Regions from separate parts of the Zea mays genome. Here region 2 is linked to region 1. The links are chromatin contacts, called in public Hi-C maps. All regions are on one chromosome and are shown on one strand. Each heading gives the region's core, a stretch centred on a gene start, on an enhancer-like site or on the middle of the called end of the contact. The rest is flanking DNA. Distances are from core to core; before and after follow the strand shown. Region 1 holds the start of LOC100382841. Region 2 holds the start of LOC100217181 (putative casein kinase family protein).

Region 1 (3,326 bases), core at 241-2,740:
ACACACATTTATATGTACCCAGTATTCTCGGCTTTTCGTGTATTATATTTCGTATATGCATAAATGCGAGCATACGCGAATGATGACGAGAATGAAGGTCTTTTTTTATTTTCTCTAAACGATCTCCCCAACTTATATTTAGATAAAATTTTCTCGTCCATACGCTTCAATGATATTCTCTAAAGTGTCCGCTAAATATAAATATAAAAGATGATCCTCAAATTTATATATAGAGAGAGACTCTATCTCCTCTCTTCTATCTATTTTTTTATACTTTAGACAACGGTTTAAGCAAAATTAAAATATGTATAAGTAAGATATTTAAGGTATAACAGATATTTACATACATAAATCTACCAACATATAGTAAAATATGTCTTATATATAAGTATTTAACATATAGGTACGTTGTTGTTGGAGAAAAATAAAATACAGAGGACAAAAAAACTTTTAGAGATAGTAAAAGAATATGGTGCTTGTGATGTTATCTACTCTACACCACTTTCTTTGTTTCTAGGGACGTTATCTACTCTACAGTGTACAGTCAAGGTTATCTCCAGCGTATCCCTATCATATCCCTTACCGTATCGTCTATTTCAAAATTTACTCTGCAAAACAGTGTCAAACAATCTCATCTATAGTTAGTTCCGTATCTCCTATTCTACACGATCTATCCAAGACAGCCTAAGAGCCGTGTTCGATGACTTCATACATACGATGGAAGCAAGCCAAAAGCTATACAGCATACAGAACAGCGTTCTAAGAACAAGTTTAATAATTCAGCCCACTGCTGCTGCAGTGACCTTTGCGTTGAAGCTGGCTATAAGTTTACTTCTCATTTTCCTCCTCTTCTTTCCGCTCCACATCAACATTTAGCCTGATTACGGCCACTTATTATACTTCTCTAATGATAACACCGTCATTACCATATCTGAAGTGGGGGGAAAAAAGGCACCACCTCGTTGCGGAAAGCAGTTACATGTGCATGAGCTACTACAGTAATCTCGTTTTAATATACTCATCACGCCCCTCTGTACACGCACAGACAGTAACCTCCTAGATGAAGCTTACCATCACACGCATGCAAACAGTACGAGTGACGGTAGTCCTACAGCACCGAAACCGCCGGAGCACAGCCATGGCCTCCGACGCGCGCATCGGATAGATCTCACGCGCCCGCAGGCGAAACGAAACCAAGGAAGAAGAAGGCGTGGTGAAGATGAAAGAAAGAGGATAGGAGAGTAGCAAGCACACCATGCGTGAACGCTTGCCATATACGCACCTTGAAGTTTCCAAGCCTTTGCCATGGCCATTCAGTCAAAGGGCCCGGCCTGGTGGCCATGGCGCGCGCGCGATAGAGGATGCCCCCCTTTGCTCCTGTGCGCGCTGCGCTAGTGTGGTCAGTCAGTCATCCAGGACCTCGCCAAGCGCTCTTGCTCCCGCCCTCTCCCTAGCGTTTTATAACCGCGCAGGTGCAGGGCAGGCTCGGCCGCTGGCGCACGTCTCTTTTCGACCTCCGTTTTATAAATTTATAAAACCAAATTTAAGAAAGTTTGATATTCTCAAACCTTTGAAAACCCAGAGAGAGTGACACTCGCTGTGCTAGCCGTCTACGCTCGCCGTGCGTGATTTATCATCCGGCCCCACGCGGTCAGAGGCTGCGAGAGAGTCCCCTCGGCTCACGTGTTGCCTCTCTGCGTGTGTGTGGCCCCGGACTGCTGGCCATCTACAGCGATTCTACGGACTGCAGACGGCATGCACTGGCGCCGCGCGCATTGATGCCGAGCAGGCGAGCACAGAGACAGAGCGGCCAGCCACCAGCTGCCCCCAGGCCGGCCCCTAGGCATCCCATGTCTATACGGTCTACTACTACTACTAGTACGATACGACCCACCCGAGGCGCGGTGCGGTTACACAGTACGCACGCGATCGGGCGCAATAATGCCGCGCTGCTAGCAGCCAGGGCCCGGCCCGCGCGCGACGCGGAGGCGGCGGCGGCCGGCCTCCTCCCGCCCGCCCCATGCCTCGCAGCATAACAAAAGCGTTTCGCCCCCAGTGCCGCTCACGCGTCCCGCCGGGCCCGGGGGGCATGAGCTAGTGAGGCTTGCATTGCGTGTGGGGATTGGAATTGGGAGCCGTTTCCCCCACCCGTCCGCGTTCCGTTCCATTCTAGTATTCTGTTACGCTTCTTCTTTCTTCTACTTCCCCCGCCTCCCGCCGGTTCCGTCTGTGTTTTGGGGGAAACGGACGGATGGGGGGCAACGGCTGCATGCGTATCAGCGTATGGCAACACAATATGCGCCCGAGAGCCGTGCGGCATGGAAATATCGAATGGGGTCTTCAAACGCTCGACCTTCCATTTTCCAACCCACGTACTACTACAAAAACAAAGCAGAGTAGGAAGAGGGTAACATTGTGTAGGCTATTCAGCGTATCTGTCTCTAAGAGCACTCACATCCTAGAAACTGCTAAACGATTTCTATAGTTAACACCTCGCTAAGAAATCGCTTATAAAAACTATGATAACCGGATGCTCGTCACCAACGCGCAAAACTGTGGGTTTTTAGATCTTCTTTGCGCGTGTAGACCGGGGTTGTTCTCTTCGGATTAAAGCTAAATGTTTGGACTGCTACAGCTACAGTCCATAGAGACAACATTATAAAAGCAGTAGAAGCCGGTATAGATTAAAGCCAAGTGAATATTGTTGGAACTTGCTAACTTGTGGTCAGCCAAGCTTAAATGGTGAGAGAATGAAAAACAGTTTGATGCCAGTAGACGCAATGTGTTGGGGCAACACTGTTTTTTCTTCGTCCCCTGCAATGGTACAGTACGAGAGTATTTATAGGTAACCGAGAGACTGCCCAACCCTGTCAAGGACATTTAGGCCCTCGATTACCTAGTTTATCCCCGGAATATTCCCTCAAGGGGGGTTACAGTGAGTCATTACGGCATATTTTATTACAGGCACGGCCAAACCCACACTGCCCACAATGCGATCGGACGCGGGGCCCTATTTTATGGGCCGAATTGCACACGAGCCCTCCCTGCTCTGAGGGGGACGAGGCCTTATGGTCTTCCCTGGGTCTTCGTCTTGGCTTGTGGGAGCGAAGGGGGCCGAACAGACCTCCTTGTGGACGGAGTCCTTGGTCTGTCCGGTGGGGCCTGCGGGAGCGGCCTTCGTCCGAGCAGATGCCTGCGGGAGCAGCCTTCGCCCGTGCGGACGCGAGGTAGATGTCGTCGAGCGAAGGATGGCATGTTCGCCTTCGCCCCAACAAACATACTACTGATTTCTCATGGAGGAAACCATTTCCTTTCTTTTCTTATTA
Region 2 (3,378 bases), core at 517-3,016, 440 kb after region 1:
TTCCTCTCGAGTCTCGACCATGCCTGACACACAACGTGCGCGACCCGCGTGACGTCCTCGATGCTGACCTAGATCATGTTGTGCATCAGCTCCTCGTCCACCTTGTAGAAGTAGCGCGCACACGGATAAGACAACCCATCACGGCCCTGGATGGAGTCTTGAGCGCCTCGACGCCGGCCACGAGCCCCTCGGGATCCTTGTCGGAGGCACGAGCGTCGAGGAGGAGGCGAAGGGAGAAGATGAGGGAGGGGACCAGGGGGATATGTCGACCCGCAGGGGATCGAGGAGGTAGGGGCAACAAGCGGGGGGCATGCACAGTTGACAACCAAAGTGGAGGGAGGCGAGGATGGTGGGCGTATGACGCGGACGTGGAGGAGGCGAGGAGCGCGGGATGTGTGGGGCCTACGACTGACGAATGGCGCGGAAGGAGGGTGTTAGCATAGATGGTCAAATGAGTCGTGCCTAGCGGGCCGACATGAGGTATGACTCATTTAATAGTGTCGTGGTTTGGCCCGACACTATTAAGATGGGACTCGTGACAGTCCGACCCGAGAGACATGTCATGCTTGGGCCGTTGTCTCGGGCCGTAATGTCGGCCCGACATGATATGATTTTTTATTATTTTGAAAACCTAGTCTACACATATTTATAACATATATTGACTATTAGATACAAACTTGCTTGCGCTCAAGTGGCTAGCATAGCATATATAGTGTTGTGCGATGTCTTCCCATACCATGGGTTGGATCCCCCTCCCGAGCGCAATAATTTTGGACGATTTTTCTATAGGCGTCAAGGTGAGGACATGGTTTCACCGTGGTCTACACTATCGTCTTAATAGTTAGTAGAGACTCAGTAAAAAACTATTATAAAATATGACAACCTTATTAATTAATTTGTAAGGAATTATTGCAAGCTTTTTGATATTTATTGGTGAAATTTTACATATGGATAGTAATTAAATTAAATTAATAAATGTGACATATATTCACTCTATTTCAATGAACATAGATTTGCATAAATATGAGAAGAATGAGACGCAACCCATACAAAAGTGCAGGCATCCAAGAGTGGTAGTCTAAGGGCCTGTTTGGTTCAGCTTTTTTCTGACCAGCTTTTTCGAGAATCTAGCTGTGGGAAGAATCTGGCTGTGTAGAAAATCTGAGTATCATTAGGATTACGTGCGGAGGAAGATAAAGTTTTCCATGGGGCTCAGGATCTATAAAGTGACGGATTACTACTATTGCGACGACTCAACCGATTATATGTTTATGTTGATTTTGAATGGTTTTTACTCAAACAAATTTTATAGAAGCTGTCTGAAAAGCTGAGTGTTTGGCAGTCCGCAGCAACTTCTGATGGCCAGAAGCTGTGAAAAGCCGAAACAAACAGGGGCTAAACAAGATGCAAACACTTTACGTACGTATAAAAATAGGAGGTGAGGCTGTCAATCCCACATCACAAACGACAACTTTCGGTTCCACCACTGCTGTCCTTCTCTTTTGAAACGTTAATTCATTCAGCTTGTTTTTTTTGTGCCAGACGAAAGTCACCGCGTGTTGGCACCACGGGAGCTCCACTAATTCATTCAGTTTGATTTGGACGTTCGGTAACAAACATGTATAGGATGGGATGGGAATGGGACTCACAAAAACTAGACGCAACGCAAGAAAGAACCATGCGAAAACAAAACCAGACGCCGTGCCCGTGCCCGTGCTCTCCTATCCCACCTACCCGTTGTCCTGCCCTGCCCCGTCCGTCTCCCACGGTTTCCGCGTCCCACCCATCCCTTCCACACTTTCTCACCCCCGCCCTTCTCACCCCCCGAAAAAATTCCCCCGGAAATCAGAGACGCGAATCCCTCCCTCGCCCCACGTCCGAGGTCGCTCGCCAATTCGATCCGCCTCGTCGTCGCCCGCCCGCCCGTCCGCCGGTCGACCTTGACTGCTCCGTCGCACGTGGCGTTTCGCAGCGCGGAATCTACCCTGGGTTGGGTTGGGAGATCCGGGGAAACCCTTGTTCCCGGGCGCTCCGGGCTCGAATCTCGCTGCAGACGGGCAATGTGAGCGCTCTCCATCGGAGAGGGACGATCTGCGGGGCGGTTGTTGGCCGGGTGAATCGTGCGGTGCGGGGTTGCGGGAATGGAGCACGTGATCGGAGGGAAGTTTAAGCTTGGGAAGAAGATCGGGAGCGGATCTTTCGGGGAGCTCTATCTCGGTAAGCGTCTCGCCGGGCCCTTGACCCACGCGTGTCTGCGGGTTCCTACGCGCCGCTGTTTTGTACTGCTCGTCGTTCCGCGTCTGTCGTTGATGCGATGATGTTTCCTTTTGGCTGCAGGTGTCAACGTACAGAGCGGCGAGGAGGTGGCTATCAAGTTGGTATGAGATAGTTTGATACTGTTCGTGGACCATTTTTTTTTCTCCCTATCGTGGAAATACATGCCTGACATTCGGCATTAGTTTGTTCCATATGCAAACATATATTTGGCCAACCATTGCTAGAACCGTTTCCCCGAAGAATTCTCGTGTAGATTATGGCATGACATAATTATGAAAATGAATGGTGCTGTGCATGTAATTGCTTTCAAAGATACTGACATGGTTCTGAGTTATATTTTTACATGACTAATAACAAGACTTTCAAACCGTTTCTTGGTTGTCCATGCGAATTGACCTGTGGATTCAGTCCAAATCATGGTTCTGTTACCTTTCATTAGTGTGGCTGTATAACAGCTCCTCCTTTTTTTTAGGGAAAAGAAGTAACGAGTCATATTTCATAGGGCCATTTTGAACATATGAAATAGCACTTGCAGAAAGTTGATTTATGGTGGTCCGTGATAAGAGAACTTTAAATTTTACATTTTATCCTGTATGTATGACGTGGATTATGGATTGACTAAAGCAAAAAAAAGTGCTATGGGAAAATTTAGGTTATATTGCTCTATATGTAATGGATTTGTAGCCTGAACATATAGTATTACGTTTTGAGACAGAATGAGGTTAGCCATTTTCAAGCAATATGATCTTTCAGTCTTAGTCTTGGTAGTACCCCTTTCAGCCTCAAGGCACACTACCTGACCGTTTTTCGTCATCTCATGTTTACCAGGAATCTGTAAAATCAAGGCATCCTCAGCTTCATTATGAGTCAAAACTATACATGCTTCTCCAAGGGGGAAGTAAGTAATAATACAAGGACATAGGCTGTTTGTTTCATATGCTTTCACTGATTCAATATTTTTTCTTCTAAACTTCAGCTGGAATTCCTCATTTGAAATGGTTTGGAGTGGATGGGGAGTACAATGTCATGGTCATTGATCTTCTTGGTCCAAGCCTCGAAGACTTGTTCAACTACTGCAACAGAAAGTTTTCTCTTAAAACA

The links. Hi-C and Micro-C count contacts between places; a contact is called where the count stands out from the background.
Region 2: a contact with region 1 is called in a Hi-C map of ear, with 2.4 times the contacts expected there. The contact joins the promoter of LOC100217181 here to the promoter of LOC100382841 in region 1. A contact is called at or near these places in 2 of 25 Hi-C or Micro-C datasets (ear and tassel).

Annotation. Positions count from the first base shown.
Region 1 is chr5:189,394,501-189,397,826 of Zm-B73-REFERENCE-NAM-5.0, forward strand. It overlaps LOC100382841, which reads right to left and starts at 1,491. Exons shown (of 9, transcript NM_001350020.1): 1 at 1,283-1,491. The coding sequence starts at 1,342.
Region 2 is chr5:189,831,830-189,835,207 of Zm-B73-REFERENCE-NAM-5.0, forward strand. LOC100217181 (putative casein kinase family protein) reads left to right here and starts at 1,767. Exons shown (of 14, transcript NM_001143542.1): 1 at 1,767-2,217; 2 at 2,338-2,378; 3 at 3,106-3,175; 4 at 3,254-3,378. The coding sequence starts at 2,142.